2 separate regions of the Oryctolagus cuniculus genome follow, and region 2 is linked to region 1. Evidence: chromatin contacts called from public Micro-C data. All regions are on one chromosome and are shown on one strand. The core of a region is the stretch at or near the end of the contact, and the rest is flanking DNA. Distances in the headings are between cores, read along the strand shown. Region 1 holds the start of MICAL2 (microtubule associated monooxygenase, calponin and LIM domain containing 2). Region 2 has its middle 33 kb from the start of DKK3.

Region 1 (3,238 bases), core at 67-2,566:
TCCTCTGTCTTGTCACTCTGCCTTTCCAATAAATAAAGACAAATAGGCATTTACAAAATGCATGCCTATAGGGCCAGACTTCGATGAGGTAATGTGTGGAGTGCTGCCCCTCTGAGAAAGGGCAGCACTTTGCTGGAAAGTTCCTCTGCAGGAAGCGGACTGACTGCTGGGAATGCTAAGAGAACTGCCAGGTAGGGCAGTACCTGGGAAGTCCAAAAGGCAGGGAGTCAGATCACATGGTAAGGGGAAGAGGAAAAATAAGCCACCTGTTCTGGCTGCACCTACCCGGCGAGGGAACGTGGCGTCTCCACGGGGTGGCCTGGCTGTGCAGAGATTCCAGCAGCCTGGAGCCACGACCCTGCTTCTCACTGCCCAAGCCTGCCTGTTTTCCTCCCTGTGGGTCAGCCCAGTTCCAAGAACACTTACGGATGCTTACATTGCGTCAGGCCCCAGGATAAGCTGGGAGGTGAGTCAGACAGGCCTCCTGCCCAAGGAGATCCCAGTTCAGGATCACTGTAGCAGAGCAGCTGGCACAAGATGCTCCACAGTCCTCACCGTACCCCACGCCAACACCCTGTGGTTCCCCTGGAAGGTGCCCTCTGCAGTAGGGGATGCGGTGTGTGTGGGGGGTGGAGGGGTGTGTATAGGGCCACCCCTGAGGGTGGGCAGAGCAGAGCTGAAGGCAGACATTTGACAGCAGAAAGGTGGGGGGAGGGCCTCAGGCGAGCTGACCAAGGTACACGTGTCATCCACCTCCGCTGCCCCTCTTCCCATCAGCTTCAGCCTAAGCAAGGCCCGTTCAAGTGACAGGAAGAGGCTGCTAGCTGGCAGGACGGTTTGCTGAAGCTGAGGGCGATCAAGGAAGGAGCAAAGCCAGGAGGCAGAGCTGGGAGAGCACTGCGGCTTCCCCACGTCCCAAAGCAGAAGCTGAGCCTCGCTTTCCAGCTGCTCGGGCCAGGGCCACAGTGCGGGAGGCGCAGCTCTTGCTTCTCCCTCGGCACCAGGATGCCAAAGCCGGGCTTTTTATCTAGCAGCGCCACCACGCCCTGCTGCTAGCGGCCTTCAGCCCATCCCCAGCCTGCGCCCGCCTGGGTGGGAGCGCCAGGCAGCTCTCCGCGCTCGGGGCCGGGCTACAGCCCACGTGCGCCGGCGGCAGCGGCGGTGACAGCCGGCCCGTGGGGGCGGGGCGGGGCGGGGGCGGGGGCGGGCTCCGCGCCGTACTGCTATTGGCCGTATGCTTCGGCCCGGGGGCGGGGCCGCGCCCCCGGCAGCCCTCTCATTGGCTTTGCCGCCGACGGGGCGTTCCCCAGGCCGGTGCGCCGCGCCGCGCACAACCGCGGGCGCCTGGCCGGCTAAGCCTGCGCGGGGCCGCCTCGCTAGCTCCCAGCTCCGCAGGCGGCCCGCGGGCTCCGACAGCTGCGCCCACAGCCGGAGGCGGAGGCAGCCGCTGACCCCAGGCCCGGCGGCCCGCGCGACCTTCGGTAAGACGGGGAAGGCATGGGAGCTGGGGAAGGCGGGCGGGTGGGGACCGTGTCAGCCCCAGCTGGACTCTGCGCCCTGCCGGGCGCCGGGGAGGGTCAGGTGCGGCCGAAGCATCCCCTGCCTCAGAGCCCCCACGCTAGCGCGCAGAGAGCAGGTGGCCCCGTGGGAGAGCCCGGGGCGCCCCCGCTGGTCTCTGAAACGATTAGAATACAATAAAAGCCTCCCGCCAGCAGCCCGTACGACCTGTCCCTCCGTCCCCAACACTCCAGCCCTGCCGCTCCGAACCCAGAGAACCCCAAACGGCGAATCCGAGGGGCGCGATGGCCAGACGTGCCTCTGGTCGCCCCCTGAACTGGGCCGGGTGCTCTTCGGGCTCTGCGCCTTTTGCGCCCCCCCCTCTTTATTTTCCTCCCCCGTTTCTCTCCCTCCTTAATAACAGGAAGTTAAGCAGTGCCAATATCAGTGGCCTGGTCGCTGCGGGCCGGGGCCGGGGCCGGGGCCAGGGCCGCGGCTGCGGCTCGGTCCTCTCCGGGTCGCGCGCCCCCCGGCAGCCCGCGCTCGCCCCCGACCCGGGAGCGCCCGCTCTGCGGTCGCCCGTCTGGCCCCGGGGAGGAGCTGAGTCCTGCCGGCAGCCTCTGCCCGGAGCAGGTGGGGTTAACTTTGTCCCAGCCCGGGCTCCCCGGCAGGCTGAGCCGGGAACGGCCTTGGCTGGATGGGGAAGAGGCCTGTTGAAACCGAGTCAGTGTGCACGTCGTGGAGTCCCCAGCCCTGGGTTTCTCTTGCTGTCAGTCTCGCCGGCTCGCTACAGCCCTCCGTGGTTTGGACGAAGGATGAAGTCACTGACCAGCCCCCTTGTGGGCAGGTCGCAAGGGAGAAGTGCCAGCGGTGAGCTGGCCCGTTGGTCCTTGCGTGTTGGGGTTCCCTGGCACCTGCGACTCTGTCGCGCCCCACCCTCCTCTAGGGGCAGAGGACCCCATAAATGGGCCTCAGGGCAGCCCCGCCCCGTGTCCTGGAAACTTTAATTGCGGTAAGGACTCGCCTTCTGTGGCAGACAGGAAAGATTTATTTGATTCCTACTGCAGGTCAGGCCGGTCCTGTGGCGCTTTCGCAGGGGATCTCACTGTTATCCTTCAAACACTCTGAGAGCTTCCCCCACCCCCTCCTTCGCTCCTCCTGCTCCCCCTCCTGTTTCAGAGATGAGGAAAGATACTCAGGTGGGGTAAGTGCCCAAGCCTGAGTCAACCCCGGCTCCCTCAGTGCTAAGTCCAGTGCTCTGCCTGCTGCCCATGGCTGTGAGAAGTGTGTGCGGTGTGTGAGATCGTGAGCCCACTGTGTGCTGAGTGCCACCTCCTGGCCTCTGAAGGCTGCCCACCAGGATTATAGGGGATGCTTCTCCTGCAAAACCCTTAAGCTGGCCCAGCTGAGGCCAGGTTGTTGAAGCCGTAAACCTCTTCCCCACTCTGCCTTCTAGTTAAGAGTAGGGATGGCCACAGTGTGAGCAAGAGAGACTGACTGCCAGTGTTGGGTGGGGTTTTGGGGGAAGCCTCCTTCCAACACTGACTTGGTCTCACCTCTGAGAGTCAGTTTCTGGGACAGGCGAGGGTGACTGTGTTAACTAAAATAACCTCAGCCTTAGGACTATTTCGTGTGTGTGTGTGTGTGCGTGTGTGTGTGTGTGTTTGGAGGGGGCAGGTGTTGGAGTATACTAGTTATGATTGTAGGGGATTAAGATCTCAAGTTTTATCACACCTTTATC
Region 2 (3,447 bases), core at 13-2,512, 57 kb before region 1:
AGGCTTCGCTAGTAAACACTACTTATTTTGGAAAGCAACTTCTCTGTTTTCCAATAAAACATTGGGACATACGGTATTGGATTTCCCTGATCTGACATTGACCTAAAAAAATGTGCTGGCAGGAACAGAAAATGCGATGCCCCACTGTGCTGGCAGGCACCGGTCAGCTTCGCTCCTCTTGGCTTTGATTGCAAAGGTCAAGATGCAAGTGGGGGGCCAGCGAGGCCTCACTGTCCAACCAGCATTCTTGCCGCGGAGCTGCAGGGAAGCCGAGGACAGAGCTGGGGGCTTCCTGCCGGCCTGTATGCCCATGGCCTTGAAGAGCAGGCAGGGGGGATGAGCTGAGGGGACAACGTGTCACGGAGGCAGCAGACGGAGATGGCTCCAGGATGGGCAAAACGTGGATAGGGCCCAGCTGGGGGATGGGCACATGTGTGCCCCTACAGTGGCCATCAGAGAAATGCGCCTGGAGCCCTGAGTGGGGTTTGAGGTGGGTTCCTGTCCCTGGGAGGGGGACTGGCTTCTATGGGCAGAGCAGTCAGGCCCAGCTCCAGATGACGGGCGGGGCGGGCTGCAGGCGTGGGCACAGTGGCAAGGCCTGGGAGGCAGAAGCCCACCTCCAGGCGGGAACACTGGCATTCCTTGTTTCTTTAGGGGGCATTGGTCCTGGTCTGATCAACAGTGAGAAAGGAGCAGTGTGCCCCCATAGCCCAGAGCCCCTCAGGACCCCCAAATTGAGCCTGAAACTTGACAATGGTCTTCCTCCATGAGGATGAGTGAGATCAGAAGTGTAAGGTGCTCAGCGAGGGCGGGACACACGCCCTGAGGCAGAGAGGAATACAATGGGCCTGGCAGAAGTGCTGGGGATCCAATGAGATCATCTGTCTAAGGCACTTCCAACAGGGCGTGCATTTAGTAAGCATGACAACCGTTTGCTGTGGAAGTGAGTCTTACTGGGGATGACTCAATCACACATTGGGCCACTTACCCCTTCGGCATGACTTTGCTAGGGTTCTCTGTGTGCCAGGCACGGCTCGAGGCCCCGGGGGTGCAGCGGTGAACAGAAAACCCACGCCCTCAGCCCTGGCATCCGTGAATATGCCGTGTCCATGGCTAGCAGGAGTTAAGTTGCCTAGCAGCTGACCCAAAGATCCAGAAGTGAGCCTGGCTTAACCAGGTGCGCTGGCTGCAGCCACAGGGGTCCCTCAAAGGGGAAGAGGGGCAGGCGAGGCAGGGTGAGAGGAGCTGAGCTGGTAGAAGCCGAGGCTGGAGCAACGGGAGTCTTGGCCCCAAGCCGAGGCAGACAGGTGGCCGGTGGCAGCTGGAAAGGGCACGGAAACAGAGCCTCCTGGCGGCCTCCAGGGAGAAACATGGCCCTGCCTTTGACTTAATCCAGTGAGATTTCTGACCTTGAGAACGGGGGGATCATAAATTTTGTCGTTTCGAGGCTCTGAGTTTGCAGGAATTTGTTACAGCAGCCACACGCTGTGGCTGCAAACCCTTCCTTGTGGAGCTTACCTTCTCACCGCGGGAGACGGGGCATGAGGAATTGTGGCACATACGGTGTGGCATGGGGTGCTTCCTTCCCCTCACTGGTGGGGCGGGGAGCGCCCAGCATGGGGTGCAGGGCCCCTCTGGCCGTGGCCACCTCTGCTCCTTGTACCCCTCTGCCTGCCAGGGGCCTGCAGGGTGGGGCTGAAGCACACAGCCAAGGTGCACAGGCTCCTGGGCTAGGGAGGAGGCAGGTGCGCGGTATCTGGCCCAGGGGAGTGGTGCGGTCTGCGGCCAAAGTCTGGGGCAATTAGCATGTGCCCAGATCCCCGTGGGTGGGGACGTGAGGAACTATGACTGGTCCAAGTCCGTGGCGGGTGAAAGCCAGGCTGGGCGGCTGCTCTAGGAGCTCCAGGTTTCCATAGTGATTACCAGCTCTTGGTCACGCCTAATGAGGAACACGGAGAATCCTCCTGTGGGAGGCCACTGGGCTCCTTGCTGAAGCCTTCCTCTTTGATCTTTGGCCTTTAATTGGCAGGCTGAGCCCAGGGAGCCTCCTCAGGAGATGGCTGAGGCTTGGGCAGGGCTCTGCCTCACCTGCCCATCCCTGTTCTGGTTGCTGAAGTCCCTGCTCCACCCCTGAGCCTTCGCTGAGCAGGGGAGGGAGGCCTTGAGGAGCTGCACCATGCAGGCGGGGTCCGCTACTCAGGGTGCAGCTCAAAGACCTGGAAGCGATGGTGCCTGTGGCCCATGTTTGGGATCTTAGGTTGTACACTGCTCGAAGGCACTGCATGGCACATAATAGGCATCTTAATTTATGTCGGAGCCCAGTGGGTGGCAGAGACTCCAAGCCACCTGATGGGTGGCTGGGGGGAGCTCCCTGGGACCTGAATCCACGGTGGCACCAGGGCCGCGCACAAACTCTGGCACACACGTGTGCATGCTGTCCCACCCTCCTGCACAGCAGGTACCTACTGCCATTTAAGGCCTGATTCATAGGGCTCTCAGACTTTGGACCTGCAGTGGTCATCTCACGGGAAGTCTGCTGGGGGTGGGGCGCGGCACTTGGGTGTGCATGCTGCTGGCCACAGGGGTGCCACACGGGTGTGTGTGTGTGTGTGTGTGTGTGTCGCACCAGGGCTGTTTGTGCTAACGTGACCCTTCTTTTTTAACTCGAGGGAAAGACATGTTTCTCCTATTTGCACAAAGATACCCAGTGGGCCAGCTGGGCCCTGCCCTGGCTCGCCAAAATGCCCTCACCTGGGCTATGAAGACTTGCCTTCTACTTCCCTGGCCAAAGTTCCCACCTCATGGAGTAGCTAGAGCCCGACCGAGCCCTGGCCCTATTCCTCTCGGTTTCTTCCCCAGGGGCTGGGCTCAGACCTGTGCCGCTGGGTGGCATTGATGTTGCCTGCAGCCTGCCCTTCCGCGTCCTCAGCTGGCCACTGGTGGAGCAGAGGATGCACTCCCTGGGAGAGGTGGGAGAGAACTTGGGAAGCCTCTCTGCAGGGCGGTGTGTCACAGAAGCGCCTGGCCTTTGCCCCAGGCACTGAGCTGTAGGGACTCTGTGCTTTAGAGAAATCGTGCCCAGGTGTTGCCGAAAGGATGTTTGCCCTAGCAACGTCCATCAGGAGAACGAGTGGCCAAAGGCCAGCTGCCCTGGCTCTCCTGCCCGCGTTCCTCACGGTCAGTCCGGGAGCCGAGGGCGGGCACAGTGCACAGAGGCTTGTCTGTAAAATCTGACAGTAGCTTTTAAAGTTACGGCAGATATTGTATCCCACCCTCGAAATGAAAAGCATGATCTCTTAGGTTGATTCTCCTAGGTTTATTGAGGTATAAGAAATAAAAATTATGTGTATTTAAGGTATATAGCAAAGGCTGTAATATGATGTAATGATTTTGCTACACTGTGATCCAACAAGTAAGCTCAGGGACACTTATGTGCACCACCACACT

Evidence for each region. A called contact is a pair of places that touch in the nucleus more often than the background predicts.
Region 2: a Micro-C map of ear pinna shows a contact between it and region 1, with 3 times the contacts expected there. The contact joins the enhancer-like site here to the promoter of MICAL2 in region 1. A contact is called at or near these places in 3 of 6 Hi-C or Micro-C datasets (ear pinna, psoas muscle and an unstated tissue).

What each region holds. Positions count from the first base shown.
Region 1 is chr1:54,122,641-54,125,878 of mOryCun1.1, reverse strand. MICAL2 (microtubule associated monooxygenase, calponin and LIM domain containing 2) reads left to right here and starts at 1,316. Exons shown (of 36, transcript XM_070073245.1): 1 at 1,316-1,481.
Region 2 is chr1:54,179,661-54,183,107 of mOryCun1.1, reverse strand. No RefSeq gene overlaps it. Among named protein-coding and RNA genes, the nearest start is that of DKK3, 33 kb to the left of the region's middle. Within about 2 kb of position 1,262, at least 2 of the 8 cell types and tissues checked have an H3K27ac peak or open chromatin away from gene starts, as enhancers often do. A contact at or near this core is called in ear pinna, where this site is marked.